Regions from separate parts of the Rattus norvegicus genome. Here region 1 is linked to region 2. The links are chromatin contacts, called in public Hi-C maps. All regions are on one chromosome and are shown on one strand. Each heading gives the region's core, a stretch centred on a gene start, on an enhancer-like site or on the middle of the called end of the contact. The rest is flanking DNA. Distances are from core to core; before and after follow the strand shown.

Region 1 (2,700 bases), core at 132-2,631, 59 kb after region 2:
GCTGCAGGGAAGAGCCCCCTCGGAGAGATCAACTACAGTCCTGCAAAATCCAAAGCCCCGTGGGAAGGATCCTGAAGATGCCCTTTCCATGAAACTAAAAAAACCAAGGGGCCTGGGCCGTGTGCCCAGAAAGTTCCCAGAAGATCCATGCCTGGCTCCCCAGAGATGAGAGGAATATGGGACTTCTGACCCATACACCGTACTCCACCAACCAAGACCCTAGGAAAGTCCCTGCCTTCCTCTGCAGGGGACAAGAGGGCAAGGCAAGCTGGGGTGCCACGGGCATCATACTTCATGGAAAATTATTCTGCTTCAGATAGAAAAAACTCCCAAAGTTTAGAGGATTCCCAAGATGAAGAGCAGGCTCCCTTCACCGCTCGCAGTCCCCACGCACAAAGGGCTGGGCGTGCTTCTTCTAGATCACTTTAAATCATAGACCACGGCTGTCCTCCACACGAACCCACGGTCAAAAAACAAAAGATAGACTTTCTTCCTCTAGGTCACCAACTCATTCTAAGGGTCTGAGCTCCTACTCTGACCGGCTCAAGACACCCGCAACTTTTTGCTGTATTAGCCCAGGGTTGCTCGGTAGTCCCTGCAGCGACTTGCCTAGGGCACGCTGGCCTTGACGGAGGAAGGTCATTGGCCACCAAGTTTCTGCAGTTTCTGCATCACATAGTACCTTAGGGACCAGGAATGAGGAGGTGGGGGGTGGAGACGACACTCGGGGGCGAATTCCCGAAGAGTCCACGCCGCAACCAAGTCTTAAAATAGATGAAAGGCACGCCCTCCCTCCGCCGCCCCAGGCCCGCGGCAGGTCGCAGAGAGACATGCAGTCCCCAAGCCCCTCAGCCTGGCCCCGGAGCACCGGCGACCAGGTCCCTGCAACTAGGCCAGCGGCTGCCTCCCGCCCTCGCCCCGCCCTGCCCCCTGTCTACGCGTTCTCTTAGCGAACGCCGGGCCCGGGAAGCCGCTCCCATTGGCCGGCGGCCGCGTCCGTCAGCGCGCGGCGGAGCCGAGGAAAAGGCTACAGTGGAACAAGGCGGGCGAGTGCGCGGAGGAAGGAGGCGGAGGCTGGGCCGCCCGAGGCCCGCGTCGGGCGGCGGCGACGACCTGCGGGCCTGGGCCACCTTGGGACCCACCCCGCTCTCGGTGCTCCGGCCGGTGCCCAGTCGCCCGCCTGCGCCCTATTCCCCAGTGTCCCCGTGCACTCGTCGCCGCGGCCCCCGCGCCGGTTGGCGAGCCGCCCAGCGTCTTCCGAAGCCATGTTCACGTTCATGGCCACGGTGGCCACCGGGCCCACTCACCTTCGCGGGTTCCCACGCGGGGCGGCGGGCCGGGCCGGGGCCGGGGCGGCGGGACGCGGCGGGACGGGGCGGCCGCGCGCGGGGTCCCCGGCCGGGCAAAGTTTCAGCGCCAGCGGCAGCGCGGCGGCGACTCGCTGCTGCTCTCCTCCCCTGCTTTGACCACCATCTTATTAGTACAGGAAATGACATGGAAAACGGAAGAAAGCGGCGTTTGGGGCAGACGCGGACCCCCCAATTCAGGGGGCCGGAGCCGGGCCTCGCTGAGCCCCGCGTCCCCCGAGCCGGCCCCGCGCGGGAGCTCGCGCGTCCCCGCCGCGCGCCCCACGGGGAGGGCGACGCTGCGGAGGAGGAGCGGGCTGCGCCAACTTTGCGCCCGGGATACTTTCGGGGGGTCGTGCTGGAAAGTTGTGGCATTTGCGCAAGCCCATCCGAGGGTGCCCCCTAGCTCTGCCCGGCTTCGACGCTGTCGGTCTACAACCCAAAAAATAGTCAGAGGGCGATAAATGCGTTTATAATTTTAACCCTTACTGGGTCCCTTTCCGGGCCCCTTTAACCCTTTGGATGCTCGACAATTTGAGTATCAACTGAAGTTGGGTAACATGTATCCCATGGACCAACAAGGGGAAGGGCTCTGGGGCCTGTGAGAAAAATGAGAAAAATTAACTATTTACAGGAGGGGGCTTAAAGGGTGAGTGTCACTTGCTGCTCAGATCAAAGTACAGTACCAAATCAGAATACAAAACTGGGACCGACTGCTCTCTAACTTTCCTTGGCTAGTGCCTCCTTGTATCCATCTGTGAAATGGCACTTAACAAAAAAGATATTGAAGGGATGTGGTGATGCCAGGGTGTTTAAAGAAAGTGTGAGTGGTCAGATAGGAACCAAAACGACCATACCCCAAGCAACCCCTTCTTTGTAATGATCTCAAGGGGAAGGCTGCTGCAGGGTGGGTTTCCTAGCGGTAGGAGGGCCTCACCTTAGGCTAGAAGTTGCCAAAAAGGATTCTACCTTAGTAAGAGATCTTGGAAGGCCTGCCCAGTGCCAAGTAGTCCAGGAAGGTCCAGAAAGTCCCAAGAAGGTGTCACCTTAGGGGAGCCGATTACCAAGGGAAACGAGCTTCTACCAGGGTGATCCCAGAGGGCTTTCCAAGGTCAAGTACTCCTGAGGATGCTGTAGCTCCTGGAGACCCGATGGGGGCTGGGAGGGGAGGCAACTTCTTGACCGTATTTCTCTTGACCTTGATAACACAAGCGCTTCTTGGGATCCTTTGTCTGTCACTTGCAGTATGACCTTGAGTGTCTGTAGCTTTGACCCTGTTTCCTCATCTTGCAAAGCTGTAAGGTCCAGCTGCCAGCTCTAGGGTGAGCCCTGAGGGTGTGTGTAAAGAGCCCAG
Region 2 (2,700 bases), core at 118-2,617:
CAGGATGGCCCCTAATGGTCATCCAGGAGCCTCTCAAGTCTCCAGTCAGAAACTATTTCACTCCCTGGAAACTGCAACACTTTTGGGGAGCACAAGGTTAAACTCACTGAACATTATGTCACCTTTGATGTGCAGGACAAAAGAAAAGTTGACCTAGCAGCCGTGGATGCTCAGCTGCCTTTGGCCTACACTGTCTTTCCTTTGCAGGGCAAGCATGGGGTTGGGTGTGCCCATGGGGAGTCTATGGAATCCAGGATATGCAAGGACCACAGAACCCTCGTCGCCACACACTTTCCATTAAGCGTCTAACCCCTGCTCTGGAGACTTGTGGGGTCTCCTTGGGATATGAAGAAAGAGAATACACACTAAAAAAAAAAAAAAAGATTCTGGAGCCTGGCTGTGTTCAAAGTGTGACATCTGATTCATTTTATTGTCATCTTAACAAAATTATTTGAGAAGGCCATCTTGGGTTCCAGCATAGATGGGCAATCCAGGCACCAGGCTATTACTGGACAAGACAATATGCAGTTTGATGGGGCAGGAACCACCAAAGAACCACAAATTGGGGCAATGAAGCCCAGGGCCCAGGGACACAGCAGGAGCCATCCGTTTATCATTTCATGTAAGACAAAGCATGGTGTGTGTTTATAAACAACTCCAGCAACAGCCTCAGTGGGCACTGGGTCCAGTGGGCTTCCAGGTCCACTTAGTTTCTCAGGAAGAAAGGAAGGGTGTGAAAGGTCTGCTGGGGTCGGCCTCAGGCCAGGGAGGGAGGACAAAGCTGCACCTAGGTCAGAGTGAAGCCTTTGGCTTAGTTTCTCCTCCCTAACTCAAGAACCCAGCTCTCTGACCATGTCCCTTAAGCAAAACACAAAGCTAGAAGTGTGTATGGCTAAGTGAACATACAGCCTAAGCAAGCAGAGGCAAAGCATGCTGGGAGATGGACTGGACACAGCCTCATTGGTCTCGGCCTTATTCAGAGCCAGTGAGTGGACAGTGTGCCTGCTGGCTCCCGAGGCCTGAGCCCGGGACCTCCCACCGCTGGCTGTGAGACTCAAGGCATCACAGGCTGGCAGAATCATCCCCATGCTGTTTTTGTTCCCTCTTCCAACTGTGGAAGCTAAGGCAGGGCTTGGGTGAGGAGAAGATCCCCATCTATTAGCACTCCACATCTGGCCTCTTGATGAAAGCTGGCCAGGTCCCCACTACATGGCTGTGTTGTTTCTGAACCCTGAGATGCATGACTAGGATTGGAATGACCAGTAATCAGTGATTGCAAAGACTGACTTGGCTGCCTTCTCACTGCTCAGAAAGCTCCCTGAGATGGCCTGTCATGTGCAGGCTGGGGAAAAGCTTACAGTATGCTAAGAATGCCAGATCATCTCTTTCCCCTCCTCACACGCCCATTCTCCTTCCTCCCACAAAAGGCAAGCACAGCAGCTGAGCAATGTCTGGCAAGCGCAGGACCAAGGCTAGGGCCCTGCCCACCCAGCTGAGCCAGCCCCACCCACCCAGCTGAGCCAGCCCCACCCACCCAGCTGAGCCAGCCCCGCCCACCCACAGGCCGCGCCACCTGGGAACAGGGCAGAATCAGGACCTGGGAGGTTAGCTCTGCTGCAGCCCTGAGTTGGAAGCAAGATTCTGTTGGATGCTGCCCCCCTGCCCCAGCAAGGCCTGTTCCGTAGGCTACAGGATACAGGCCATGAGGAGAGCAACCTTCTAGGCCAAGCAAGCATTCAAGCAGGCAGCTTTTCTTGTGTCTTGAGCATCTTCCTGAGATATGGGGGTGGGCTGTATACCCACTCTGTTAAAGCACAGGAAGCTGTACTGCATCAGGTGAAGAGATGACTGTGCCCCAGGGTCATCGGTCTCGTTTCTGGACACAAGGGACTCCCCCATCTCAAGGCCAGACACCACCGGCATTGCTTCTCCTTATGCAAACTGGCCATGTTAGAAATTGTGCTTTCTCTTCCGAGACCTGGTAGTCCGTGTTGGGGCTGGTTCTGGGCAAGCTGCTGTAGGGTCCGGCAGGGATGCCTGAGCCTGGAAAGTGCAGTCAATGGGAGCTGCCCCTTTTGGCCCATGCTGAGATGCTTGAACTGCATCTCGGATCTCCATAAGTGTCTTACACATCTGACCAACACGGCTGTTCAGTTCAGCCATAGCCTGGCTGATAACATGCATGCTGTCAGCCATGTCTTGGTGCACAGTCACCAGCTCCTGGCAGAACTTCTGGAACATTTCGGTCTGATGGGCACGGGCATGCAGGAGATGCCAGTCCAGGCTCATGGTGGGTGAATTGGGATGTGGCTCTGGGGTCCTGCATGCCTGGGCCTGGAGTGAGGGATGGGGCAGGACCTCTGGCTTAGGGCCCAGCATCTTGGACTGGTCTGAGGAAGATGAACAGAGCAGTGTGGGCCTGGCCAGGAGGGCCTCTTCCTCTGGAGAACGTAGCAGGGGCATCCGAAGAGGCTGCTGTGAGGGCCCAGGAGCTTTCTCATCTTCATCATCTTGGAGTGTACAAGGAGAGAAGGACAGATGATTACAAAAGGGCGAAGGGGCAGCCCGGGTCACAGGCTCGCCTCTGAAACTCCCTGCTGTACACCCCTTAGCCTGTACTGGCACCACACACAGAGAAATGCCAGCTTCTAAGTCCCTGAGGTATGGAGGTCCAGTATTGGTAGAAGGATGAGCAGGAGC

Evidence for each region. A called contact is a pair of places that touch in the nucleus more often than the background predicts.
Region 1: a contact with region 2 is called in a Hi-C map of frontal cortex, with 2.3 times the contacts expected there. The contact joins the promoter of Prdm11 here to the enhancer-like site in region 2. A contact is called at or near these places in 3 of 12 Hi-C or Micro-C datasets (frontal cortex, kidney and psoas muscle).

Annotation. Positions count from the first base shown.
Region 1 is chr3:99,459,043-99,461,742 of GRCr8, forward strand. Prdm11 (PR/SET domain 11) reads right to left here and starts at 1,382. Exons shown (of 8, transcript NM_001271530.2): 1 at 1,308-1,382.
Region 2 is chr3:99,399,899-99,402,598 of GRCr8, forward strand. All of the region lies in intron 5 of Prdm11 (PR/SET domain 11), which reads right to left. It overlaps LOC134486127 (a long non-coding RNA gene), which reads left to right. Exons shown (of 3, transcript XR_010064857.1): 3 at 208-408. Among named protein-coding and RNA genes, the nearest start is that of Prdm11, 59 kb to the right of the region's middle. Within about 2 kb of position 1,368, at least 20 of the 93 cell types and tissues checked have an H3K27ac peak or open chromatin away from gene starts, as enhancers often do.